5 separate regions of the Mus musculus genome follow, and all the other regions are linked to region 1. Evidence: chromatin contacts called from public HiCAR-type and promoter capture Hi-C data. All regions are on one chromosome and are shown on one strand. Each heading gives the region's core, a stretch centred on a gene start, on an enhancer-like site or on the middle of the called end of the contact. The rest is flanking DNA. Distances are from core to core; before and after follow the strand shown.

Region 1 (5,485 bases), core at 2,124-4,623:
CGTCTTTGTTCAGCTGACAGACAAGCTCCATAGGGTCAGGGAGTTTTGTCTGGTCCCCGTGTCCTCTCTTGTGCTTATAGCAGATCTCATTGGCAATGAACATTCAGAAAATAGTTGTTAGATATGTGAGGCAATTACTTGGTTTTAACAAAACCACTTTCTGTTGGTTATGATAGATAACACCAGCTGATATCTTTCATTTAAACTGGTAGTAAATGGATATAGCTATTATTCAGTGTAGGAATGGAGTCTATATGTCCACAGAAGTAAGAGTTCCCTTTTCAAATGCTAATACATTGCTTGTGATATTGGGGTGTGTGTGTTTCCTGGAAGTTACTGGCCTAGAATGTCTTTTAGACATATTACCCCTAAACACAGAATTATTTGATAATTGTGGAGTAAATTTTACTTCCATTCATTTTATTGTCACAATTTTTAACGCTGTTGTCTTAGTTAGGATTGCTATCATTGCATCAAAATACCATGACCAGAAGCAATGTGGGGAGGGAGAGGTTTATTCCTGTTCACACTTTTATGTAACAGTTCATACTGAAAGCCATGAGAGCAGGAACTTAAGCAGGGCAGGAACCTGGAGGCAGGAGCTGATGCAGAGGCCATGAGGGGTGCTGTTTACTGGCTTGTTCATCATGGCTTGCTCATCCTGGTTATAGAGCCCAGGATGACTAAGCAGGACAGTCCCACCCACCATGGGCTGGGCCCTTCCACATTAACCATGAATTAAGAAAATGATGGACAGGCTTACCTACTGCCTGATCTTATGGAGGCATTTTTTTCAATTGAGGTTCCCTCCTCTCAGATGACTATAGTGTCAAGTAGACAAAAACAAAACAAAACCAAGCTAGAACATCTATGAATATAAACACAAAAGTGTAATATACATATGTATATACATATATATGTCTATACACACACACATACACACACACACACACAAATTTAAATGACCATCACAATTGTAGGCATCTCAAGAAATAGTATATTGTCTGGGTGACAAATAGATGACTGAGCAGTTAAGAGCACTGGGTGCCCCTCTGGAGGACCTGAGTCCAGTTCCCAGGACTGATGGTGATAGGCCCAGGTTTAACTTCATGCTTGCACTATTTGCTGAAGATGAAGATGTTGCTTTTCACCAGCATTTGCTTTTAGCATCTTTGTAAAATACTAAGCGCCTGAAATGCTGTGTACTCATGTTTGGTTCCTCTGTGTCAGTTTTTATACCAGTACCATACATGTTGTTTTTATTACCACAGCTATGTGATGAATCTTAACATCTGGAACTGTTACCCTCCAGCAATGTTCTCTTTTGCTTAGGATTGTTTGGGTTCTCTGGGATCATTTGTGAGTCCATATGAGTTTTAGAATAGTTTTTTTTTTTTCTTCTATTTCTCTGAAGAGTGAGATGAGGGTTTTGGTTGGGATTTCATTGAATCTGTAAATCGCTTTCTGAAAAATGGTCATTTATGTGGAAAAAAAAATGCCACAAAATGGCCCAGTTTGGTGGTTTCATGATGCCATAGCTTATGCAGGCCAAATTGGTAAGCTCCAGGCTTAGTGAGAGGTCCTATCTCAAAATAATGTAAGGAGTGTTCAGGAAAGACCTGCATGTAGACGCAAACAAATAGACACAAAGACATATACACCTATGCATACGAGTGCACACACACACACACAGAGGGGAAGAGAAAGGAAGAAAAGGGAAGAGGGAAAAAAATGGGGGGGGGGGGAGGTCAGGGGAGGGAAAGGGAGAATGAGAAAGCTATGCTTCTGAGTCAAAAAGTAAAGACAGAAGACAAGCCTGTCCACGGGAGTGCACGAGGAGTTACCCAGGTCGCTGGAGTAAGGCCTCTCCAGAGACCAGTGTTAAGGGCAAATTTTTGGCTGGTGTCAGAACCAGAAAAAGGGAGAAAGGAGGCAGCAAAAGAAAAAAGCTGCCTTTCTGGGATCTCAAAAAACACACAAGCTTACCAGGAAGGGTCTGCTAAGGAAGGAATACATAAATGCATCTCATTACGGTTTATTTATTTACTTATTTTAGGTTTGAGGCAGGGTCTTGTGTAGCTCAAGCTTCCCTCAAACTCGATGTGAGGATGACTTTAAACTTCTCCTCAGGTCTCTACCTCCCAAGGCTAGAATTACAGGCACACACTACCAAATGGTCTTGGCAGGCACTCCGCTGTGCAATAACCCAGGTTCCTCCCATCTTAGGTCTTGTATGTTCCTTTCTACCTTCTGGCTTCAGTTCTCTCTCTTCAGATGACAAAATAGAATTTAGTCCTATGCAGGTGAAGTGCCTGCTTGTCTTCATCAAACCATGGACCAAGTCGTGTGCAAAAGGGGTTATTGGCATTAATCGTACTATGGCATTTGTAGCATAGACTGAGAGACACCACATTTGTATTCATGTCTCTAAAGGGTTTCTAGATATCTGCTGTCAGCATCAGAATGGATCTTACTGTCGCGGAGCATGCAATTTCTGTCGGAGGAAGGAAACGGGTGTGTGTTATGTCCCAAATGGTGCCTGGAAAGCAGCTAGTTTAAAATAGCCCTTTATTTGTCCCTGTGTATAATTCCCTAGCACGGGGGAAGTCCACAAACCAACCAACCAACCAACCAACAAAACCCCAAGAATCTGTGTTTGACCCACGTTGATTCACGTAGGGTTACAATCCTTTTGTTGGTGTTGTTGAGCCTAGCATAGTATCTTGGCTGTTGTGGGTGCCAAACACGACAATACTTAACAAACATCTATCTCCGCTCAAGCAAGAAACAGTGTACAAATACAAATGGAGACGCCTCACGTCCAGGAAGCAAACCAGGGAGGATAACAAGTGGCAGAAAACCATGCCTTAATGTTGAAAAAGCCTTCGCCAGGAACCTTCAACTAACTGTATACCTAAATGGGGAACAGCAACTAAAGTAGAGGTCTCAGCGGCTGGCCACCCTTCTGCAGCTGTGGTCCAACCAAGGCCAACTTAACCTGGCTTGTTTTCACAGCCAGGCAGGGTGCTGAAGCAAGGTAAACCGAGGCTCTAGAGGTCTCCAGGGCCGGACTGGACTCGGGCTGGGAGGGAAAGGAACCTTGTTCTGAGGCGTGGTCTCTCCCCCTAAGCCGCCCACCTCAGTTTCCTGTGTGGGCCCGGCAGCCTCACCCCTGATTCATCCAACAGCCCGTAGCTCGGTCCTCCAGGCAGCAAGTTTGTTTCCATGGAACTAAAACAGCTCTTTAAACCAACCCGCTCGCCAGCAGGGTTGCTCCGGCACGCAGGCGCACCCGAGGTGAGGCATGCCGGGAAGTGTAGTTTTCCCGGCCCAGCAGGGCCCTCCACTTGGGGAGGGACCCTGGCCGGAATCCCTCAGTGCTCCGGGAAACGCGAGACCACGTGACCCGGATGACGCCAAACTCCATTGTGTTTCCAGCAGAGCACGCTGGGAAACGTAGTTGCTGCCCTCTCCTCGATTGGGTCGGCTTTGCCCTAATTACTAGGCGCACCCTGCAGGAAGCAAGAAGAGGCCAAGATCAGATGTTTTCAGTTGTTGGAGAACCAGAGGACCAAATAACGTATGAACTATGAGAAACTAACAAATATTTTGTTAATGAACACAAGAATGTAAAAAAAATCAGCTCGTTCTTGTCAAAAGAATCCACTCGGTCCTCTTTCATAACGATCAGGTAGAGAGTAAGCCACGCAGACGCTACTCTCTAGTCTTCTGTCTCTTCAGCGTAGATTTTGATTCCTTGTTGACAGGTAAACGAAGCCGGTGGAAAGGGAGGAAGGAAGGGAAAGAAGGGAAAAGCCGGGGAAGGAGAAAAAAGGTGTCATGTTTTTCAGTTTTGCCTTAAAAGTGTTTACACTTCGTGAAAACCCTCCTATAGTTAAGAACGTGGTATTCAACTTCACCTGAGTTTCAGGACACAGGACCAAATGATTGGTACCCCACACAGGGCAATCAAAGCTCTTCCTTCTGGCTGAGGGAATAAACCTGATAAACCTAGTCTGAGAGTTGAGTCTGAGAGTTGTCACTTCGCAGGTGTCTTGACAGAAATGCTATTCTGATTCTTTTGGTGACTGGGGCCTCCTGAGCAGGGGGGAGGATACCTGCCCATTGAGCCACAGCTGTTAAGACATTCATAAGACTGTGAATGACCCATGAAAAGAAATGCCTTTGTTCAAAAACAACTTTAAACATAAAAATGAAAACGCATTAGTGCAAAAAAAAAAAAAAAAAAAAAAAAAGCTGGTAATTTTCAGTGTATATATGATTTCACTTCCATTCAACAAGATTTTTCTGTAGAACAGATGAAGGACACATGTATGCACTCCCCAGAAAAGCCTCAGGCTTTGGTGAGATGAGAAAATTCACAAGCTCACGTCTCCCGATTAGGCAGTAGTCAGAGAGTTAAACTGAATTAAGTCGGTGCCTTTCACTTCTTGTGTCCATCACCTGGCAAGTAAGAATTTAGGTCAAACAATTGCAAAGTTGGAGAAATGGATTTAAAATTTTCAATATTGATAATAAATTTATCAGCTAGAGATTCGGTTTCTCTTTAATTGAAAATTCATCACATTCAACATCTAATTTTGTGGTTGGTTTGGGTGGATATTTTTGTTTATTTGTTTGTTGGGTTTTTACTTTTTGAGAGTCATGTTAATATAGTCTAGGTTGGCCTTGAACTCAAGAAAATTCTCCTGTTTCAACCTCCTGAATGATAGTTTCAAACATATATTGCCATACTCTGCTTCTAATGTTGTCTTTGAAGAGACTAGACACACTTTATTTTTTTTGATCTCCCTCCAAATTTTCAACTAATTTTAAAATGTTGACTTGTGCTCGCTTCGGCAGCACATATACTAAAATTGGAACGATACAGAGAAGATTAGCATGGCCCCTGCGCAAGGATGACACGCAAATTCGTGAAGCGTTCCATATTTTTAATAATCAGAACAACAAATGCACTAAATAAAGATAGAATACTAAAAGCAGTAAGGGGAAAAGGTCAAGTAACATATAAAGGCAAGCCTATCAGAATTACACCAGATTTTTCACCAGAGACTATGAAAGCCAGAAGAGCCTGGGCAGATGTTATACAGACACTAAGAGAACACAAATTCCAGCCCAGGCTACTATACTCAGCCAAACTCTCAATTACCATAGATGGAGAAACCAAAGTATTCCACAACAAAACCAAATTCACACATTATCTCTCCACGAATCCAGCCCTTCAAAGGATAATAACAGAAAAAAACCAATACAAGAACGGGAACAACGCCCTAGAAAAAACAAGGTGGAAGGTAATTCCTCAACAAACCTAAAAGAAGACAGCCACAAGAACAGAATGCCAACTTTAACAACAAAAATAACAGGAAGAAACAATTACTTTTCCTTAATATCTCTTAACATCAATGGTCTCAACTCCCCAATAAAAAGACATAGACTAACAAACTGGCTACACAAACAAGACCCA
Region 2 (5,485 bases), core at 881-3,380, 950 kb after region 1:
CTTACCAGATTATGTATTATGTTGGTTAAGGTCCAGGCAACAGGAACACTGCAGAAGGGGATGCTGAGTAATACAATATGAAGCAGGCCAACTCCCAACGCATATGTCAGCCACATACCACGGCTGTTCATTACACGAGTATTGGGGTTTACCTCACTGTGGGCAACTCCAACATTCATGTTTGCTCTGCAGGAAAGAAAGAAATCAACAGTGCCATAGCTGGAAACCTAAACACCCACATTCTGACATGACAAAATGTTACTTCAATTTTCTCCCCTTCTCACTCTGAACACACAGACCCCCAAAATCTGCCTTCTACAGAGGTCAGCGCAAGCAATAAACTATCAGTGCCGGCTGTCACTACTGTTAGGTAGACAAAGCTTATTTGTATGGCTTCTTTTTCCAAAGCTTGTTTTCTAGCCTGTCAATTTAACTAGATGGAATAATAGGAAAGAAAGCTCAAACTGGATCCAGGTGTGTTGGTTCAGTTCTGTAATCCCAGCATTCAAGAGGATTGCCAAAATCTGAGGTCAGCCTAGCCGAATAGCAATACCCTATTTCAAAATTCTTTAAAAAAAGAAAAAATTACATATATGTAAAATGTAAGCAGAGTGAGAGCCAGGAGCTAAATATATAATTGTTCAAGTTAGCAGTTTCACTGCGATGTTTCAATATATGCCTATACCATGTTTCTAGTGTATCCCCTCTCCTGCTCTCTCCACTCCCCTTCCCGTGGCAGTCTAGCCCATTTTGTATTTTCAGGTCATCTTTTTGTTTTCTTTTATGAGCTTTCCGCATACTACTTTTATTTCTCTGTGGAGCTAGTTTTGTCAAATATAATAATCACCAATAAAATAGTATTTTAAAAAGATGTGTGTGTGTGGGGGTGGGGGGACAGAACTGGCTCAACCAGTCTGAGTGGCAAGATGCTAACATGTAATGGAACATTTTAGCCATAGTCAGAGGTCAAAAGCATTTTGCTTTGATCTCCCTCTCTCTTGAAACAAGGTTTCACTGTATAGGTTGGTCAGGCTGTCCTCATTTTCACAGGTATCCTCCTGTAGAGTAGAGGGATTACAAGTGTATAAGCCACTAATGCCTGGCTGTGTGCCCCCATTTGAATAGTGAACCTAGAAATAACAAGCTGTTGATGTAAAATGAAAAATTTATAGGGTTAGGGGTTCAAATTTGTACCACAACTAGGTTAAAGTCATGAATCTTTCTCAATATTTCTTTAGCCAAACTCTCTACTTATTTATTTATTTACCTCCGCGCGCCCCCACCCACCCGCTTACTCCTTTTATGTTCAGGAAGAAACACTAAGTATTAGTATTTCTAGTATTAGTACTCAATTGTCGTGAGCATACAGTTTTGGGGGGGCCTAAGAGTTTACTTTGTTACAATCAAACTGAAATGGGTGTTGTCTGAGAGAAGGAAATGCGCTAGAATACATTTCAGCTTCTATTCAAAGATACCTAAAATCCTTTCTATTGCAGTGTTTGAAGAAAGGAATTTCACCCGGCTACGCAAGTGTTTCTGGAGTGTAATGTTCTTTCGGCTTCTCAAGATGTATGGAACAGGCAGTGATGAAAGTTACACTAAGGGAGAGTCTCGCGTAAATTTTGCTTCTATAATAACCAAGTACCTATAATGCACTTTTAAAGCTTAATAGTTCGAACATCCCACACAACGTAAAAAATTAAAAACCCAAACCCGCTGGAAAGAGCCTCACATTGCCACCTATGCTAGATTAGAAACCCTTTCTCAGCAGGTTGTGCCGCAAAGGCTTCGCTACCCGGCCCTCCCCGCCCGCGCACACCCACCGCCCCAGTCGCGGCTGCACTTCCGCGGCGCGCCGACCACCTGCGGACACCTAGGGTGCACAGCGCGAGCCCCGGAGGCAGCAGGAACCTGCTCTGCCGCAGGCCTTCTGGGCCGTGCCGCAGCTCTAGGAAGCCTTCGAGCTTACCGGCCGCCAGCTCCTGGCTGGTCACAGGACAATTCCCGCGGCAGCCACAGTAGGTCCTCTGGCTAGAGCTACTGGTGCGCCCCACCGCTTCCGGAAGGCTGCCAAGCTGCTCTAGCGAGCAGCCGATTGGCTGCCAGCCGCGCCAATCCCACTTCCTGCTGTGGGCGGGCCTTAGAGGAGCGCGAGCGCGGGTCCTGCTGAGCGCAGCCGTGCTTCGGTCCGAAGGACGTCCAGCGAAGTAGGCCGTGCAACTCAGGGTTTGCTGAGTGCTTGCCGCTGTGGGTGGTGAATGCGCGCTAGAAGGTAGTGTCACCGCGAACGAGCGTGCCCGGTGATGCTCGGGGAGGCTGAAGGCGCCTCCCGGGGCTAGGTGCGGATTTGCGGGGCTCGCGCGCACGCGTTTCAAGCCTCTGGGCTGGCTCGGCAGTAGTTGGAGCTCAGACCCTTGGGGTTCAAGGTGGGAAAGTTTTGTCTTGCTAGAGAGTGTAGCGGCTTGTAGCACTGTGCGTTGTCTCACACAAAAAGGTATTAATTTGTGGTTATTCCCAATGAAGACAGTGTACATCCTGAAGAGATGTGAATACCAGAAGTTCATCTCTATGAGGAAGGGGAGGAAAAAAAGATTTGATTAATCCATTCTCTTTCTAAATCATCTTTGAAAGTACTTTTTTTTTTTTAACCTTGGTGATTTGTATTTATAAAACTTTGTGAGTTTTATTTCAGAAATAACTCTGAAAAACATTTTAAAGTTGACAGAATGCTTGCGTGCGTGTGTGTGTGTGTGTGTGTGTGTGTGTGTGTGTAGGTATCTTTTATTTGTGTTGGTTCTGTGTGATGGTTGGGTTGGATTTATTCTGTTGTAAAATTTGCTGTTTTCTCCCTAAAATCCAAGCTCTCTAATCTTTTTGCTTTTGTAGATCAGTTTCTCTTTCTGATCACAGCATACTTCCAGGACTGTTGATTGGCTTCAGTAAACATGACTTCTTTTCTAACACTAGGACTGTTCCAACAGTAGGATTGTCCTCACTAGGTATGAATTCTTTTCCCACACTCCATGTGTTGTGTGCTGGAACATCAACCCTCTGGCTTTTCAGAGGAGGTCTTTAAGTGCACACCCCTTAATAATATGCCACATTCCTGAATATGTTTTCAATATACATTCACTGCCCTCAAAGCAATATGAGCCAGAGAGGAAGGGACAGATAAATAAAATAGCCATTTATGAGTTTGAATTAAAAAAACGAAGGGATGCCTAATCTCTTGGGAGATTGGAATATGGAAAAAGAGTTTTGGGAACTGACACAAGACATCCCAGAAAAATGTCATGTGGCCCAGGAAATCCTACCACATCTAGGTAAAGAGAGCCACATTGTAGTGTGACCAGATTAGTACTGTGTGTACATTTGGAAAATGGGATGAAATTAGAGAGATAGGGTAGTAGGGAATTTGGACTTAACATACTTAGCAGTTGAAAAATCTTAAAAATTTAAAGTAGGATAGCAAAGATACTTTAATTATAGAAACAACTTACAAATATTTAAATCCATATATCAATTTGGTAGTTATTGGAGTCGTTCAGAGGAGAAATACTAAGGGGCTGACCAGAAGTGGTATTAGGAAGAATGCTCTAAGAAACTCAGGAAGGAGCAGGTGCCATGTATATGGTGGGAATTCTTACAGTATTGTTGAGATTTCTAACTTGCTTGCTTGGAAAGTATTGAGGTGTGGCCTTCTGAGCCAAAATATGCATATGTCTTAGAAATATGGTAATCTTCTGCAAGTTAACAAGATTTTCCATTCCATTGTAATAGATGTGTAATGTGTGTAGAGGAATATAAAAGATAGTACATGAAGTTCCTATGTTGGCTATTAATTTTATTACCAAGCAAATCATAGAGAAAAAGCGATTCTGAGATAGAATAATATTTATCTTGTCTTTTAGGTCATCTAAGTATGATATTTAGAAGGAAGATAAATAAGACCCTGGAATCCAGAAATTGATAGGAGGTACACTAGATCAGAGGATGTACTGGCTGTTTTCATGTGTCAACTTGACACAAGCTAGAGTCATCAGAGGAAAGAGCCTCAATTGAGAAAATGGCTCCATAGGATGCAGTTGTAAGTCATTTTCTCAATTAGTGATCAGTGAGGGAGGGCCCAGCACACTGTGGGTGCTGTCCAATATCATCATCCCTAGACTGATGATCCTGAGTTCTATAAGAAAACAGGATGAGCAAGCTAGGGGAAGCAAGCCAGGAAGCAGCACTCCTCCATGGCTTCTGCATCAGCTCCTACCTCTAGGTTCCTGCCCGCCTTAAGTTCCTGTGCTGACGTCCAGTGATGGACTGTTGGACTGTGATCTAGAAGTATGAGCCAAATAAACCCTTTCCTCCCAACTTTCTTTTTGGTCATGGTGTTTCATGGAAGCAATAGAAACTTTAACTAAGACAGGGGATGAATTGGAGGTTAGGAGGTCCACTGGGCTGGGGGATGATATGATATACAGGCCAGTTTAAAAGTAAACCTATAGTGGAACTTGAGACCCTGGCAATTTGCTGAGAGGGCAGGCACTTAGTTTAAAATTATTCTTAGTGTTCCTGCATTAATCATGGACTGGTTACCAGGAATAAAATACTGAACTTGCTTCTTTTTTTTTTTTTTCATTCAGAGATATACTGTATGATTCCTTGTACTCAAAAAGCTATGTAGTTGAGGATAAGGTTTTGACAAACATCCTCTGCATGATGCAAGACAAGTACTTAAAGAGTATGGGAGAGAGAAGGGTTATTCTGGTGGGTAATCAGAAAGGATTCTTGTGACGGATATTGTAACTGATTGATTAAGAGGAAGCTGGGTGCTGGGGTTACCAAAAGAGTTAATAACAAAGGAAAATGGAGTTCTTGACTGACTGTGGTGACCACCAATACTAATGTATTATTTAGAGACAGCAAGGCTAAGTGGAAAGGATGAGGGAGGCAAGATGGTAAGGTCTATTTTACAACTACTCACCTGAGGGAGCAGTGGCAAGTATTGTTAGAAATGCCTGTCATGTGGCCATACAGATTTATGTTGGGAGATGGTCATATTCCTTGGAAGAAAACCAAGAAAACACAAAGACATCAGAGACAGATGGATACAACTGTCTGGGAAGTGAACAGAATGGTCCCTCACTAGGGACATAGATATGGTCCCTCACTAGGGACATAGCAACAGTAAAGTGCTTGCCCTGTGTGACCCTTGGTTTGATTCTAAATACCAAAACAAAGAAAAAAATCAACATAGGTCCCAAGGAAAGGGATTAGCCTCTGCAGAGGTGATTGTTGAACTCAGGCTTGTGGAAAGGTATGTACAGTGTGTTCTGTTTGGCAACTGTTTTAGAAAGGATTTGGTGGAAGGGAATGTGTAACACTAGATACAGGTACTTCCTCAAGTTTGGTCACAGAAAAGGAGAAAATTGCTGTCTTAAGAGGGCTAAGGGAGAGCCGGATGTGGTGGCGCACACCTTTTATCCCAGCA
Region 3 (5,485 bases), core at 1,027-3,526, 940 kb after region 1:
AACTCCCACCTGATTTTAGAGTAATCTAAAAAACACAAACTAGAGATTATGTTTAAAATGTGGATTTCCACTTTCTTTTGAAAATTATGATACTCTAATCATTTTAAATTTTAAATTTTAAATACTCTAATCATTTTACATTCTTGAGTGACAATTGGTTAAAGCTAAGTATATTTTACACTTTATATCCAGTCCAATTGTTTAAGTCACTGGTCCTCTGGTCATCTGCAAACAGCTGGGTTTAAAAACCCAAGCTTAATACAACAATGTCTTAAGTACTATGTGAATTCTATGTGTACATGTGAATAGTTTTGTTTTTTTAAACTATCAGATGATGCTTTCCTGGGACTGCTGTTGAAACCACAAAGCATATATACAGGGGGAAAAGGCATCATTGAGAAAAACATCATAAAATTTATTAGTTCTGGGAATGGTTGTTGCTTCCTTCTGTTATAAGGATTGGCAAATGTTGAGACCCTACTGTGAACTGGGGAAGCCTTAAAAGCCAAGACAAGGTATGAGATATTTCTACAGCAGGTTTTGGTTTGTCTGTTGTTTTCTTTTTTGAGACAAGTCTCACTGAGTGGCACTGGCTGGCCTGGAACATCTGCCTACCTCTGCAGTGCTGGTATTAAAGGTGTGTACCATAAGGCATAGCTATTTATCGTGGTACTTAGTGGTCTTATACAATAGAAAAGAATTTAACTATTAAATTTTGACTTTTATACATGATAAATGGAAAAGAGTGGTGACATTTTTCTTTAAAAAGGCAGAAAATGACCCAAACCTTTGCTACTTACTTCAGATGAACCTGAGTTTGGGAGTGCAGTGCTTCCCCCAGCACATTCCCAGTTTCATCCACCACAGCCGCTCCTGTGTCATCACAGCTGGTTTCAATTCCCAGGACCAGTTTATGACAAGAGAGAGTTCTGGGATGAACACTAAATCTTCTTAAAAATCCATAAACTTTACTCTTTGGGGGCTTGGGAATAGCTCCTGCTGTCCTTCTTAACATTAGCATATTTGTTACTCTACAAATACTTCCTAGAAAAGAGTTACAGAAATATTATGTCATTTGCAATGAATTCATTTATTTAAACAAAATAATGAATGTTATCTTATTTTTTAAGTATGCAGACTTCAAAATTTTAAGAACATTTGTAAAAACATTATCAAAATCTTTTAGAGGTCCTAGAAATCACTAGATAGGAATAAATCAAATTTTGCAAGAGAAAAATGAGAAGCATATAAAATGATTATAATGTATCAAGTTGAGCACCCCCAAAGTGAAAGAAGCTCTAAAGCACGCTACCACCTGAGTTGTTAGTGGAAACACAAAAAGTACTAAAAATATTATTGTATAAAATTGCCTTAGCTGTGTTTACAGGATGCAAATGAAACACGAATTTCACATCTATACCTGGGTTTCATCCTCAAATTGGTCACGAATATGGCACATCGCAAAATTAAAAAAAATTTTTTTTTGAAATTTGGAACACTTCTGGTCCAGGCATTTTGGGTAAACCATGCTCAACACGCACTTTATACAACAGTTAATGTTATAGTATAATAGTTATGTGGACAGTACTACTTAAAGTGATGTTAAAAATTAAAGGCAAATAGAACAAATCAAAAATAAAGGCCTCCCATTTATTGACTCCCCTCTCCCCCAGAAAATAGTGTACTGCATTTGGACAGTTTATTAAAATATTATGCTCACTAATCAGGATTTAATTTTGTATTTTGGAAGCAAGCCCTCTCATAAAGTTCATTGTAAAAAACAAGCAAAAACCCCCGGCATCTCTGCAAAGACAACCGTAAACACTTATCCAATCTTCGGATTCACATCTCCACTTTTTGTAATAGGTTCACCACCCAAACCTCTTCCTAAACCCTTCTCCCCACATCAACTCCTCCCCAAAAGGTAGCAATCCATCCATCACTAAACATAAACACTCTAGTATTCCCACACTGCAAGACGTGTGGAATGAGCAAAACTGGGGTTAGAAATACAGTGAACGCGTCAACTGGGAAAGCAGACCTGCAGTGACTGGGCTGAGAGTAAACTACGCGCAGATTTCAGTCGTGAGCTCCCACAGCCTCTCCAGAAGAATTAGTTTTGGACAACACAGCTGGAATCTGTTGCTGGAAAGCAACGGAGTCTCTGTTGGTGGTGAGCAAAAGCTTGGGACAGGAAAGACGTGCGCGGGAGCAGTCTCCATTCCCCTTAGGAAACTGCGGGCGCCCGCACTACGCAGGCGCCCGGAAGTGACGTCACCGCCCTTGGGCCGGCGGTCCTTCTCTTGTCTTAGTAAAGAAATGCTTAATAACTTCTTATAGCCCCAGGCGTTCCTGCCAGGTTTGTGAATACCAGGTCTTTTACTAAGTCACGCTGATAGCGACTCATGAAAAGGTGTCCAGATTCAGTAGATCTCACTGTGCCCACACTATGCCGCATTTAAGGAAAGGGTTCTGCCCTCCGTTAGAACTTTGCTGCCACCAAGAGAAAAAGGGTAGGATTTACTGTCATTCTATTTTAGGAAAGCTGTCACCAGACTTAAAAGGTAGTGGCCTGAGAAACCTTCCATTTTCATGGGGAAAGTATTTTCATCAGAAGTCAGAACACCCGCAAAAACAGCACTTGATTCTCAGTGAAGTGTATTTGGTTGTACAGTTTAAACAACTGCTGCATTTATCATCCCAAGTGAAGCACCCATGGCATTCTATAGCCCCGGATTACTAGGTCAGCTTTCAACTTTCTGTATAGCATGTACTAATTATTGCATCTTGCTTTGTTTTTGTTGGTCTGGTTTGTGAACCTGTTAGTACAATCAAATGGATGTATTCCAAATCTTTCCTCTCTACCTAAACTTTAAAACTGTAGCAAGCAAAGGCTTTACAATGCAAGGCTGGGAAGGGCTTGGATCTTTGCTTTGATGAGTTAAAAAACCACCACCACCACCACCAGGTAACTCTTCTCACAGACTTACACTAAACTCTAGGAGAAGGTACTAGTAAATTCATAATTACAATATTGAACTTACTTTTAAAAAAATTGAGACTTTTTTCAACCTGTGACAATAAAGTAACAATTTTGTGCCAGCAGGGTCAGGAACACATCCAGGAGATACTGTGCTTGGTGGCCTCATTTACAGATAATTGGGCTGCTAATTTTGAATGAATTTAGTCACAGAGTTAAGTGCCTCTGACTAACACAGAATGGGCCAGGGCAACCTTGAGTCTGGAACCTGTTTGGTTAAATACCAGAAGTCAAACTCATTTGTAACCTTCAGGTGAATTTAATAGGAAGAATTTTACAATACTTATACCTTACGTGTTCCACTTAGATGCATGTACATGTGTATGAAATATAAAAATCTATGATTCAGGTTCTTGCAATGTTGTCCAGAACTCGCGGACTTCTTTTTGTAAGCCTCCACAGTAACTGGGACTACAAATACCCACTCCTGTAGGCCTACCTGGACTTTATCACACATTCATCCAGACTGTTCCTTTATGGCAGGTACTTTCTTAGTTGTGAGAGCTAAAAACTTAAGGTTAACCCTCGATCTTCAATGCAGATAATTGAAAGGTAGAGAACTGGAAATGCACACAAAGTGGAGTAACCTGGAGAAGGCTGAGTGGTTTGAATGGCTGTATCTGTAGCCTGGCAAGATCATGACCTAATTCCTTGGTTTCTGCATCTGATTCCTCTCCAGGCTTTGGCTTGGAAGTGACTGGACTCTAGATTACTGAGTCACACATCACAAATTGCTAGAAAACCATTTAAAAGTCATCAGAACTTGTTAGTTTATTAACTTGTGAAAAAATGTAATAATGTTGGAGCTAGGATAGTGAGTCTGCTGGTCTCTCATCTTTGTTTTCAATAAACCACAATGAAGATCAAATGAATATTATATGAAAGCAGTAGATATAAACTCAGTGCTCTTAATGGCTAATATTTCAAGCTTGAGGAATTGCTTCCCACTTGAGTCACACACCAGCCTCAAATCAGTCATGCATTCTATGGCCAGCTGCCTTTCTCCTTTCCAGTCTTCTTTACTAAGCAATTCCATCTTTGATGTGAGAAAAATCCTTGTACTATAGGAAATACTGTTCGTCTGGTTTCATTTTTGGAGGATTTTTCTCTTACGTTTGCTGAGGTATTATACTTACTTTACAACTTGTCCTTCAGGTTATCTTCTTATGGCAGATAACCATAGAGAGAACCAAGAGAGAATACATGGTCTGAAGAACCCTTGTTGTTTATACTCTTCACTACCATTGATCTCCAAAAGTCATCTTCCCCAAAGTAAAATTTAGTAGCTGGTAAACATTAATACTTCAATCTTGGCAACAACTATTCTCCTCTGTCTTTATGAATGTAAGTGGAAATCATAACCACATTTGTCCTATTGTGACTACTTCATAGGGTCTTTGAGGTTATCTGTTGTCTACCATATATCAAAATTCCCTTTTAAACATAGAATCACATATTATTGCATAAATGCGTTATTTTATCCATCCCTTTTGATATGGGCATGTCTTGACTTGTGGCTAATGTGAAGAATGCGGCTGTGGACATGGATGTTCACACATCCATGTTCCTGCTTTACTTCTTTCAGATCTATACTTTGTTAGTACGTTTTTCATTGTTGTCATGAAGAACACTTTCAAAGGATGACAGGGTGTTTGGGCTCCTCATTCAGTTCATGTATGGCTGACTCCATTGCTTTGAGGACTGTGATTACGGAATCGCTTCATTTTCTTCTTTCTGCAACAGTGTCATCCATGAAGTGCACATTTGACCACTTACCATTTTACATGCTACCGATTAGTCTGAGTAACTGCTTGGCTGCAGTCGCTTCCCAACTATTCTGTTTTCTATTCTCAGCTCATTTTCAACAGCAGTCAGTGAGCTGTGAATAAAATGAATCCCTCTCATTTTCTGTGTAACTTTTTCACGCTGCCATTCTCCTTTCTCTTTTCCCTGTGCCAGTGGCTTTCTTGAGTTATCTCAAACACATTTCTGGAGTTCAAGAATCCGTTACTATTCTTCCTGGCAATCTTTTCTAGACTGCTGTACTTTCCACTTCTTATTCAGCAGTATTCAAATGCTGTAGGTCTGCTACATGTTAATGTCCACGCATCCATTACCTTGCATCCTCCATGGTATTCCTCACTTCCTCAAGTACCTGTAAGCACCTCTACAGAAGGCACACATTTTTCTTCTTTACAAACTCTGTAGCCTAAAACAGCATAACCAAGCAAACCCTCATATAGCTACGAATAAATATGTTTTAAAGCATTCAAAGTAGAAAGCACAGAAAATGGGAAGAGAAATTCCTATTTGTACAGTATGTGCAAAAAACTAGTTTTCAAAAATGAAGTTAAACTGGGCAGTTAAATTAATTAAAGCTCATGCCTTTAATACTAGCACTCAGGAGACAAAGGCAGGTGGATCTCACTGAGTTTGAGGCCATCC
Region 4 (5,485 bases), core at 1,079-3,578, 540 kb after region 1:
TGGCTCTTCTGCATCCTTGCGAGTACTTGTTAATATTCTGAGTATAGATCTCTTTTCCAGTATAACATTTGTAAAGAATTGTTCTTATTCCACATATTGCCATTTTAGTCTGATAGTTTCTTTGTTGCACAAAGAATGATACCTTTGAATGTTGCCTTTGAATAGGGTTGAGTTAGTTTGTCTTCTTCTGTTATTTTGGGGGTCAGATCTATTAAGTTAATGCAAAACCCAGTGCCATAGAGCCAGTGAAATAGCTCAGTGTGTAAGGACATTTGCTATCAAGTCTGCTACCCTGAGTTCAATCTTTGGAACATGCATGGTAGAAGGAGAGGAGGCTAATGCCCACAGATTGCCCTCTGACCTCTACATGCTTCCCTCCACCCCCAAGTAAATAAATATATAAAACCAAAAGAGGGGACTGGAGAAATGGCTCAGTGGTTAAGAACACTGTCTGCTTTTCCAGAGGTCCTGAGTTCAATTCCCAGCAAACACATGGTGGGTCACAACTGCTGGGAGCCATGGCCTTGTGGATATTTTCTAGCTTACATAAACAATCCTGAGAGAACATTCGTTGTATTAACAGTAAGAATGTTTGTAGGAAAAGAGGACACTGTGACCGTTGGTTCCAAGAGCTGAAGATTGCCACCTGACCTTCAGAGAGCCCCTGGGCTCTTCCCCCTCCCTTGGAGCCTCCTTTTGCTTATGCTTATATTGACACTCCTGAGTAAAGTTTTTCAGAGCTTGATCAGTGTGATTGAATTGCTATCATTCTTCCTGTCTCCTTCCCTCCCACTCTCTCACTCCCTTGCCCTGGGTCCCCACTGATTATCCCTGCAGGCCTGGGCACAGGACCATCTGTAGTGGGGTCTGATGTCCTCTTCTGGCATCTGGGTACATGCAGAACACTCATGTGTATAAAATAAATAAGATTTTAATAAAAAATAAAACCAAAAGAAAATCAAGTGCCATGAGACCCTCTGTTTTCATTAAAGGTTTTAAAGTTTTAGTTCTTCCATGTAGGTAATCCACCTACAGGAGGTGATTTTTATATGTGACATTAAGTGTCTATGTCACATTTGTGCACGTGGATATCTACTTTCCTCAGTATCATTTGTTGTGAAGACATTGTTTCATCACTGTAGCTTTGTACTAAATTTTGAAATAAAAAAAAATATGAGGCTTCCAAATATGTCACTTAAAAAACGTTGTTTTTGGCCATTCGAGATCCCTTAAGATGTCACATAAATTTTAGGTTAGGAACCTGCCATTTCTCAACAGAAAACGTTTACCGTCAGGCATGGTGGCATAAGCCTGTAATTCTAGCACTTGGGAGGCTGCCACAGACAGATTGAGAGTTTGTGACCTGTCTAGGCTAAGAAATGAGACGATCTCAAAACCAAACCAAAATAAATAAACAAAATTAAACAAAAACTTTTCAGTAGGAGGCAGTTTACATTGAAGTCTAAACTCCTCACTCTATTTTACCAGATCTTTAAAATAGAGCACTTATTTATCTTCATCTTCATCACCGGACTCCAATGTGCTTTATTCCAACGACAGTCTGATAGATTTCGTTTTTGTTCTTCTAATTTTCTTCTGTTCTTCTGATTTTTGTTTTTTGTTCTTCTAATAACCATGAAATGTCTCAGGCTTTTGCATCTGATTGCTCTGCCCGAAATATTCCTTGCACAGCATGTGTCCTCCTCTTTCAAATCTCAGCTTTCACGTTTCTTCTGCATCTTCTAAGAGAAATGACTCACAGCACTGTTTCTATTAGTTATGAACACATGCCTTACGGTCACCCAAGCCTATGCCTGAGGGACTGTCTTGGCACAGCTTCGTTCATGTAGTCAATCACGCGTGGATTTAAATGAATTTCCGAAGGCTCACTTTCTAGTGTGTTAGGGAAGTCAACAGAACTGAACACTGAGGCTCCTGGATATGGAGCACTTTACAGGCTTTAGTCTTGAGTGCCTTGTCATTATTCTATTTGCCTACATTAGCAATGAAATCTGCAGAAACAGCCGAATGAAGGCTTAAGGCAGAGAACCACGCCCACGCAGACTCGGTGAAAGATGCAGTAACTTGAGGACCCACTTAGACATCAAGGGGTCTTCGCTCCTCACAGTTGCCTGCCACCCTCTGTAAAGTGGAGTGAGGGCTGTGTTGGAAGCCACCTAGGCCTCAGAGAGCCACCCTGCTCGACCTCTCAGAAAGTTCTGCACCTCATCTCGCAGATGCAGACGACCGGAAGTAGAATCCGCCAGTTTGTTGCTTAGCAACGAATCGACCACGGCGGTTAAAGCTCTCAGCTCAGAAAGAGCCTAGAGCTGTCCAGCGGCGAACAACTCTCCTCTCCAGGTCCTGAGTTCCGCAGCAGCGATCCCGGCCGGCGTTGCCTGGCCCGCAAGTCGACGCCATGAGCAGCAAGAAGGTGAGAGCTGGGCCGCCAGGGTCGGTCCCGGGGGCCAGGCACGCAGGAGCAGACTCCAGTACCACCCTGGCGTTGAGTGTTTTCCCTCCAGTTTCCTTCCCAACCGTTGGACCTCGTTGTCGTAACAACGGGACACAAACTGGATGCGCCATCGGTGGAAACTGGCTCCACAGCGACCCCAGCTGCACACTGGGAGTGTTTGGGTGGGAGGAGGGTGGGCGGTTTTGATGCCAGTTCAACCCAAATAAAAAGTTGATTCTCAATCTGAAAATTGTACTCAGCTTTTAAGATTTTTCATCCCTCCATAGTGGTTTCTCTTATAAACCGAGTTTGTTGTGAAAATGGCTGCAAAAGATGATGTGGGGGTTGGGGAGATGGCTTAGTGCTTAAGAGCTTGATATGAAGCCATGAAGACATAGACTCAAATCCCCAGCACCCACTTCAAGGCCCAGTGTGACTGAGCTTGCCTGTAACCCAGCTCTGCGAGGGTCAGAGACAGGAGGATTGCAGCAACTTCCCATCCAACCCCTTAGTTTCTGGTTAAGTGAGAGACCCTGTCTCAAAGTAGTAAGTCAGTGAGTGATTCACTGGCTTCTGGGCAGAGGCAGGGGCACCCTTACACAAAACATGGACATATCACACACGCACGCACACGCACGGTCACCGGCACATGCACTCTCTCACACGGGAGGGTAGTTTACAATCTTGTGCTATTTAGGTTTTGTGACAAAACAGAGCAAGGCAACTCAGAGAGAAAATTCTTATTTTGTCTCATGGCTTGAGAGGTCGCTGGGTTCTGGGTGTTTCTGGGCGCTGGACTGAAGTCTATATCAAGGCAGGGAGGAGGGCATGGCAGAGAGCACTGGGGAAGAGGCTAGAGAAAGAGCAACAGGTTGAAAGCACACCCCTAATAGCCCTCATTCTTCAGCGGGGCTTTACTCTCAATGGCCCATTCCCACAAACTTACATTAATTTATGGGTGAAAGTAGCATTTTCATCACCAATTGGTGTCACCCCTCGACACAAGAGCTCCTTGGAAAGACATGTCATATCTATCCTATTACAGCTATAGTTATAGATTATATAGGTTATAGAGTACTAGCAGAGGATGTCAAGCCTGCTAACCAAGTAAGCAGTAGTTATGTAAATGCTGGAGAAAGTTTTCAGTTTTTTGCAATCCACATATTAACTAAGAACTAAGAGACAGGTGTTTTGTTTCATATATCTAAGTACAATTAACAATGACCAGTACACGAACAAATGAGGAAAGAATTTCCCCAAATTACAGATACATGTAAGAGGAAAAAACACAACAAAAACCACCCAAGCAATCACTAGACCTCCCTGTGTGATTCTTAACAAAATCACAGCTCGTTACCATCTATACTCGAGTTGCTCATTTGCTTGATGGCCAAGTAAGACTTTGGCCCAATCATGCAACCACAATCTATACTGTCAAAATCTAAAATAGTTCTTTTGTTAACTGTACAGTGGTTTTCCTGGAAAGGTATTTTTATTAATTCTTTTCACCTATGCTAATTTAAGACTACAGTTTTCCTTTTGAAAAGATGAAAGTTCTATACTTTAATCTAAAACAAATAAATGGATTAAATTTTCGGAAATTCCATTTTCACATGACATTTACTTACGTTGTCACTCCGTTTGAAGCAGTGAGCAGTGGCAGAATTGTATTTACTGAGGGGTTTAACATTTCCTCTCATGAGTGGAAGGTTGAGAGGGATGTGGCATTTTTCAGAGATAGCTGTCTGGGTTTTTCTCTTAAGTTCGGTATTTAAAGAGAAATATAAGTCTTTCCCAGTTGCTCGTTTCATTTTTAATGCTAGGAAAAAACTTCAGACACTTAAAAGATTCAGTTGAAGGAGTTTCCAGAATTCTAAAGTGTCACTACTCAGCCACTAGGAAGCTGCTCACAAACGCAGGGGAGGCAAAACTGCTGCAGCCACGCTATGCTCAGTACTCAACTGTACAGAGCCAAGTGACCATCGTTTGTCTGCCACGTTCAACTGCTTATTCGCTTAAGAGGATGATGATGACAATGATGACCATGACGATGGCGATGATGATGCAATGACGATGGCGATGATGATGGTTTTTGAGATTAGGTTCCTTTGTATAGTACTGGCTGTCCTGGGACTTGCTCTGTAGATCAAGCTGGCCCAGACCTCACAGAGATCTGCTCGCTTCTGCCTCCTGAGTGCTGGAGTTAAAGGTATGTGCCACCACTGCCTGGCCAAAAAAAAAAAAAAAAAAATTGTATGAGAGTTTTGCCTGTATGTGTGTGTACCATGTGTGCAGTGCCCGCAAAGGCCAGACGAGGGCATTAGAATCCCGGAGTTCAAACCGTAGACTGCTGCAAGTGGCCATGTAGATGTTAGATGCCAGGCCCTCTGCAAAGGCAACAGGCTCTCTTAACCACTGAGCCATCTCTCCATCAAATTGCCTGTCTATCATTAAAAAGAAAGAGGAGAGAGTTTTCTGTGAGACCAGTACTGTAGTAACAACTTTATCAACCATAACTCAAACATGTGTCACTCATATTTGGACTAAGCTGTTAGAATTTATTTTTGAAACAAGGACTTACTACAGAGTTGAGACTAACTTTGAACTCATAAAATCCTCCTATCTCAGCTTCTCACGTGCTGGAATGTAGGTATATGACATCATCTCCAACAACACTATTAAATTGTGAGAGGTTATTGGAAATTTAGCAGAAAAAAAAAAGTCAGTTCAACAGAAACCTTTAAGCACGGCTCATGCTTGGGTTGGTTATGTAACAGGTTTCACAATATCCCTTCCAAGTGTTGAGTAGATAAAAACCAAGAAAGAAAAATCTGAAGGATTAGACTGTTCAGCAATTTGTTGCGGAGCATGCATTTATACTAAGTTCCTACAGAGAACAGATGTATACTCTAAAAGGTAATTAAAGAATAGTTGGATAGAGAGCTTCTGCAGAGGTCCGGGGCTCGGGGGGTCAGGGAGCACACAGGAGTGTGAGGCAGGCTTTGTTTTAGAGCTAATGCAAAACGTGGC
Region 5 (5,485 bases), core at 768-3,267, 520 kb after region 1:
AGAAGGGAAATCCAGGGATCTAGGCCTCAGAGCTCATGGGATGGAAGCCAGGATAGAAACCTAATCAGCTCCAAGCACTGGACTGTTTTGCCTCCATGTTTCTTTGGCATCTGTGTATCTCTAGCCTCTCTCTGAATGCCACTATATAGCTGATCACCCATACTTGTGGTTTTAAGAGTCAGTCTCCTCTTATCTGTGCTAAACAATCATTACTGTCCTTTAGTTCATGCCTTAGTTCTTCCATTTGCTTGTTTGTTTGTTTGTTTTAAAAATTACAATCATCTTACCATGTGGGAAAAAATAAGAGTGAGAATTGAGTGAATTGTAACTCTTGGCTTATGCACATTTTTCTCATTGGGCCATGGGTGTCCATTTGATTACATTTTCTCATCATTAAGTAACAATGAATAGGAAGAAATGGACCAGGTAGGTGCTCCTGGCATTGTCCTGTATGCCTGCTGAAGTAGAATGCTGACAGAGCTGAGACTCAAGACTACACTGTTAGCCAGGCAGCCAAGATCAAGAAGAGAAGCACTGCAAATACCAGCCCTTTGTGTATTGTTCATTCCATTTCACCCACTGATCTTGTACCTTCGTGATTGGGGTAATCATCCCTCAGTTTTCATGTTTCTTGTCATTCTTCTTAGTTTTCTCATGCACCCACAATCATGTGTATATATGAATTCCCAATACTTTATTAATGCCAAATACCTTAATTGGTATAAATACTAAGATTAATATACTTCAATATTAAAATATAGCATAGCAAAATAGATATGATTTATCATTAATATATTAGTAATTAAACATACTGTTAAGTTACTAACAATCATTCTTGTTGCCTTAAAAGAATTACAGTTGAAATTAATTTAATTTAAGGCATTTAATAATGACTTATCTATAGCACAACTCTTTCATTTTCCTTATTAGTGGGCACTGGAGATAAAGCTTTGTCAGTCAGAAAGCTGATTGCTCTGAAGGATCCTTGAGGGAGGGCAGACACTGTTATCATCACTGTCTGCCACACACATTCCTCTATCCCTGTCCTTCCTTACAGAAACCAGGAAGGAGGTCTTCAAGCCCTTTTCATGGCTCCAGTGGGCCCTACTTGATTCCTTCCTTCCCTCGCAACTGGCTTAGGATGGCCTCATGCTTCTGAGGACATAACATATTCCCAGTGCTTGGAAAGGAATATGTGGTGCAGCTAGCTCTCTCTACCACTTTTTTCGGGCATTACTGACCAAGTGCTTTGAACTGAAGTAAACAAATTTAACCAGGAGCAGACCAGCTCAGCTTTCAGGTTGAGAAACTCGAGGATGAGACATGACAAACTGGACCTCATGATGCCGTTAGGCTGTTGAGTTAGCTAACCTGAAACTTACTGACTCCAATGCTCTCTTTCTCTTTTCATGAACGAGACAGTAGGCCCTATTTAAGCTATTTTGAGTTGTAGCTACTGTTCCTTGTAGCAGAAATACTCAAACCAACATTGCAGCACACCATGCCAGGTTATCTAGGTGTAATGTTTTCCTTGCTGGTATAAAGGATGGCTCCGGCTGTGGGGCTCACAAGGCTACAGATTTATTCTCAGACAGGTCTGAGGGTCAGAATGCAAGATGTTTAGCATGCTTATGCAGAAAGACACTGTATGAACGGGCCCAAGCATCCCCAAAGCCTCTGATGACTTCTTGCTGTGACTCAGAACAGATTTCAGAGCTGAGGCAGCAGGCAGTGGCTGAGTTGAGTGGCAGAGTAAATGGAATTCCATTCTTATCTACTCAGCTCAAAGAGTCTGCTGCGTAGTAACAGTTCCAGATAACTTTTCGGATAATCTTTTATCATAAGGAAGGAAAAGTTCTCATTGCAGACCCAATTCGTATCTTCTCAGATAGAGCCCTTTCAAACTCACTGGAATCTTAAAAACAAATTTCTTTCCACAATCCCTCACCCCTCAGCAAGAGTAAAGCATGTGACAATTTATCTTCCCCATGCATAGCAGAGCTGAATCACCCACAAAGGGACTCAGACTTTCCCTGCAAAGCAACCTTTAGAGCCTCAGCCCCCTGCTTCCCAGTTCTACAACAGAGCTTCATGTCAGAGGTCAGAACCAGCTCAGGTTAGTTGGCACATACACCATAGTTATTGAGCAACCTGCTCCCATATGCATGTCCTGCTGTGATCAGATCATTTCCATGTTTAAGAAAAGCTTGGAGTTTTAATCAAATGAAGGCACACATAAAAACAAACTTTCTAGATTAAGTAAAAAGCAGCTTCATTGTTGAGCCTCATTCACAAGCATAAAAAACCCCCCAAAAACATAACAACAACAACAACAACAACAACAACAACAACAACAAAACCCCAAAGCACCAAGGAGTCAACTCTGATGCAATTGCACTAGGGTCTCTTTATTCAAGCTTGGTGAAGCCCCAAGCTTTCAGTGGGACAGGTTTTATAGGAAACGGCAAGCAAGCAAGGAGGTTTCTAAAGCCTGGCACACATCTGATTGGGGGTGGGATATTATGAAATTTTGTTGCCCTTTGAAATAATTGGCTGGTGCTGGGAGCCAAACCATAAACTTTACTTCTGCTTTCCTCCTGATTGGTGTTTGTTAGGGTGTAAAGTGCCAGGGGCAGGCTTGTAACCTGGAGGTGCAAATTTGTATGTGAATAACCTGAAAACTGGTTCCAGACTCAGGTTTGATGGGGAATAACCTGGAAACTGGTGCTAGAGGGTTCAACCTTCGGTCAGGTTCAGATGGAGTCCAAACCCAAGATCTAATCTCTCATCACCAGGAATCGACAACCAGATATAAAGTTGTCTAGTAGAGGGACTCCCCTGGGCTGGGGTGGGTGGGTGGTTGCAATGTCAAAGTAACCAGGGATCACCTCTTGTTACAACTGCTGCCTTTCCACACCGTTCTTCCATTTTCCCACATAGACCAAAATCTCTGGGATAATTGCCCCCAGACAGTGCAATGGTGTGGTGCCCTTTGCACAGAAGAAGCCAACCTTGTAGTTTGAACCAACCAGTGTATGTATAAATATGATGATGTGTAGAGTCCAAGAGGTTTCTGCTGACTCCTAAGAAATGCCCTTGGAATTAGCAGAGCCAAGGAATAAGCTCCATAAGACTGCTTGGGGGACGATTAAGAGGTTTTTGGCAAATTTGGTACCAATTGTGTGCCATATATGTAGAATAGTGGTTGTGCTGCGTGCTGCCCACCTCAATGTTTTCACAGGTCCCTATAGAGCAAGAGGACCAGTTTCTAGCATGCTGGTCTTGTGTGTAGAGGTTAGGACCCATGCTCCAAGTAGTCCAGTCACCCTATAAATCATACATTCCCCCACCCCACCCCACCCCACTCTATCCCCACCCCACCCCATCCCTACCCTTGGAAGTATAAGATCATTTCTTTAGTTGAAGGCAAAATTCTATCAGATTTGCACCCTCTAGCATAAGTCATTTGTGTGCCTGAAGAATGAACTTGGATCCTTAGTTATTGGTGCTGGATGCGGCAGGAAAGGAATGAGTCCCCTGGAGTTTAGGACTCACATCATGAATTTCACCCTAGTGGTGCCATGGCTTTGGAGAAGGATGGAACAAGAGTCAAGTCCCTAAGGGGGAGGTTATTGCGAAAGATCTCAGATTTTAACAGGGTGGTATTTGGAGTACATAACAGACTGAACTTTAATAGCATGCACTTGAAGGGAAAATATTTCCTTTGTAGCAGCAGCTCCTATTATGTTTTGGAGGAATTTTCCAGTAAATCATCACACAGCTGCCTTACTGTACAGGCCTTGAAATCTTATCCTCTCTTTGGTTGCAGGCATTTTGGTTTTGGAAAGTTGACATGCTTTTCTTTACTAATAATATTTTATTCCCCCAAATATCAGCTTTTGGGGACAATTTAATAAAAGCTGACCCAACAAGAAATGCTTTTGTACGGGCCTTTTGGATATCTTTGGCTAGGTACCATGTCTTATGGAAGTATATTCTGTGTAACGTTATTACTAAAAATTCCAAAGACAAGCTCTGTATTTCATGACAAAAATAAAAGTTTTAAGTTAGTTGTTTCATATAAAGGTATTTTGTTCATGCTAATGTGGAAGTAGGGAATTCAGTAGTGTTAGTAGAGGAATGATGTGTGGGGTTGTGAGTCTGTCTTTCTGGGGTGGGTGGTGATAGTATAAACACTGGCAGATGTGTGACCAGGAAAGATTCTCTTTTTTAGTTTGTCGTTGACAATTCCCTTTACAGAGGAGATGATGTTGAGTAACGTGCTGTTAACTGATCGTGCATGTCTCAATGTGTGTATTTTGTATGTGACAGTTACCTGGAAGGTGCCTCTGATGGTTTGAATGAGAATGTCCCCCATAGACTCTGGAATATGAATTCTAGGTTCTCAGTTGGTAGCGCTGTTTGTGAGGCTGTGGCCTTGTTGGAAGCCTCACTTGGAGGTGGGTTTTGACTATTTAAAGACTAACCACATTCCTAGTGTGGGCTTTCTGTTTCCTGCTTCTTGTTCAAGCTGTGAGCTCTCACATTGCTACACCAAGTATCATGTCTATCCCTCCCCTGCTATGATGGACTTTCATCTCTTTGGAACTGTCAGTCCTTCTAAATACCTCCTTGTATGAGTTGCCTTGGTCGTGGTGTTTGATCATAGCAGTAGAAAGTAACTAAGACAATATCTGCTACAGAACAATTCATGATGTAATGCTTTCTAGAAGGTGCTTCTAGGAGGCTAGAATTGAAAAATAGAAACCCATGTAGTCTGGAAACTCACTAATTGTAGCTTCTGTTCACTGAGCCAGAGTCATCACTGAAGTACTATAAGATATTGTATGCATAGTTGAAGAAGGAGATGAAGAACTCAAAAAAGAGTAAAACTGTTCTGGGGCTCATTTGACACTGGCCAGTAATAGCAGAATATAAGTTAGGTGGCTCAGACTGGAGATGGTTAATGAACAGAGATTGAAGGAGACATTAAAGTGGCAACTTATAATGATAGAATGGGTTTATGAAATGTTTGCATGCCATTGGAAAATCTGGTATTAAGGTTTAATATCTACTGCAAAAGTTCATGGGCTAGAAACTTAGTCCCAGAGTTGATGGCATTGAGGTAGAGCCTATGATCCATAATTAGGACTTAATGAGATGATAAGGGCCTTGTGATGGCATCTATAGCTGTATAAAATGAGGAACATGTTTTCTGTCTCACCTTATGAAGCCCTATGCTACATTATGATGCAACATGATGTCCTTCACCAGATATCTTACATTCCCAGCCATCAAAATTGTAAGATATAAATACACTTCCTGTATAAGTTACCTAGCCTTAGGTATTCAGTTATTGAAAAGAAAAACAAAAAGATTAACAAACACATTTGAGTTCTATTTTGGCTCATCTGCCAATTTTTAGTCACTTTAGAAATTGTATGCACTGGCACATTAGGAGGTCAAGAAATCAAATAGCTCTTCC

The links. Promoter capture Hi-C pulls out the DNA fragments that hold promoters and counts their contacts. HiCAR-type assays count read pairs that join an accessible place to other places.
Region 2: a contact with region 1 is called in a HiCAR-type map of astrocytes, with 2.7 times the contacts expected there. The contact joins the promoter of Pms1 here to the promoter of Ccdc150 in region 1. A contact is called at or near these places in 3 of 39 promoter capture datasets (HPC-7-derived erythroid cells, hippocampal neurons and liver) and 2 of 115 datasets of contacts at active chromatin or transcription factors (astrocytes and large pre-B cells).
Region 3: a promoter capture Hi-C map of liver shows a contact between it and region 1, with 3 times the contacts expected there. The contact joins the promoter of Osgepl1 here to the promoter of Ccdc150 in region 1. A contact is called at or near these places in 11 of 39 promoter capture datasets (the 3T3-L1 cell line, the C10 cell line, cranial neural crest and 7 more), 1 of 484 Hi-C or Micro-C datasets (embryonic stem cells) and 1 of 115 datasets of contacts at active chromatin or transcription factors (astrocytes).
Region 4: a HiCAR-type map of astrocytes shows a contact between it and region 1, with 2.8 times the contacts expected there. The contact joins the promoter of Dnah7a here to the promoter of Ccdc150 in region 1. A contact is called at or near these places in 6 of 39 promoter capture datasets (the 3T3-L1 cell line, the C10 cell line, embryonic stem cells and 1 more) and 1 of 115 datasets of contacts at active chromatin or transcription factors (astrocytes).
Region 5: a promoter capture Hi-C map of 3T3-L1-derived adipocytes shows a contact between it and region 1, with 2.2 times the contacts expected there. The contact joins the enhancer-like site here to the promoter of Ccdc150 in region 1. A contact is called at or near these places in 10 of 39 promoter capture datasets (the 3T3-L1 cell line, 3T3-L1-derived adipocytes, the C10 cell line and 5 more), 1 of 115 datasets of contacts at active chromatin or transcription factors (astrocytes) and 1 of 9 other capture datasets (macrophages).

Annotation. Positions count from the first base shown.
Region 1 is chr1:54,248,571-54,254,055 of GRCm38.p6, reverse strand. Ccdc150 (coiled-coil domain containing 150) reads right to left here and starts at 3,373. Exons shown (of 28, transcript NM_030025.2): 1 at 3,171-3,373. The coding sequence starts at 3,227. It overlaps Gm51622 (a long non-coding RNA gene), which reads left to right and starts at 3,443. Exons shown (of 3, transcript XR_003947818.1): 1 at 3,443-3,767. Gm25829 (a small nuclear RNA gene) reads left to right here and starts at 4,848; the gene lies at 4,848-4,954.
Region 2 is chr1:53,293,673-53,299,157 of GRCm38.p6, reverse strand. Pms1 (PMS1 homolog 1, mismatch repair system component) reads left to right here and starts at 2,130. Exons shown (of 13, transcript NM_153556.2): 1 at 2,130-2,272. It overlaps Ormdl1 (ORM1-like 1 (S. cerevisiae)), which reads right to left and starts at 2,063. Exons shown (of 4, transcript NM_145517.4): 1 at 1,970-2,063; 2 at 6-186. The coding sequence starts at 179.
Region 3 is chr1:53,310,415-53,315,899 of GRCm38.p6, reverse strand. It overlaps Osgepl1 (O-sialoglycoprotein endopeptidase-like 1), which reads right to left and starts at 2,276. Exons shown (of 8, transcript NM_001285839.1): 1 at 2,042-2,276; 2 at 801-1,044. The coding sequence starts at 1,021.
Region 4 is chr1:53,703,627-53,709,111 of GRCm38.p6, reverse strand. Dnah7a (dynein, axonemal, heavy chain 7A) reads left to right here and starts at 2,328. Exons shown (of 66, transcript NM_001252070.1): 1 at 2,328-2,434. The coding sequence starts at 2,420. Gm32311 (a long non-coding RNA gene) reads right to left here. Exons shown (of 5, transcript XR_373404.3): 2 at 4,084-4,681.
Region 5 is chr1:53,725,248-53,730,732 of GRCm38.p6, reverse strand. All of the region lies in intron 4 of Gm32311 (a long non-coding RNA gene), which reads right to left. Among named protein-coding and RNA genes, the nearest start is that of Dnah7a, 21 kb to the right of the region's middle. Within about 2 kb of position 2,017, at least 28 of the 459 cell types and tissues checked have an H3K27ac peak or open chromatin away from gene starts, as enhancers often do. A contact at or near this core is called in 3T3-L1-derived adipocytes, where this site is marked.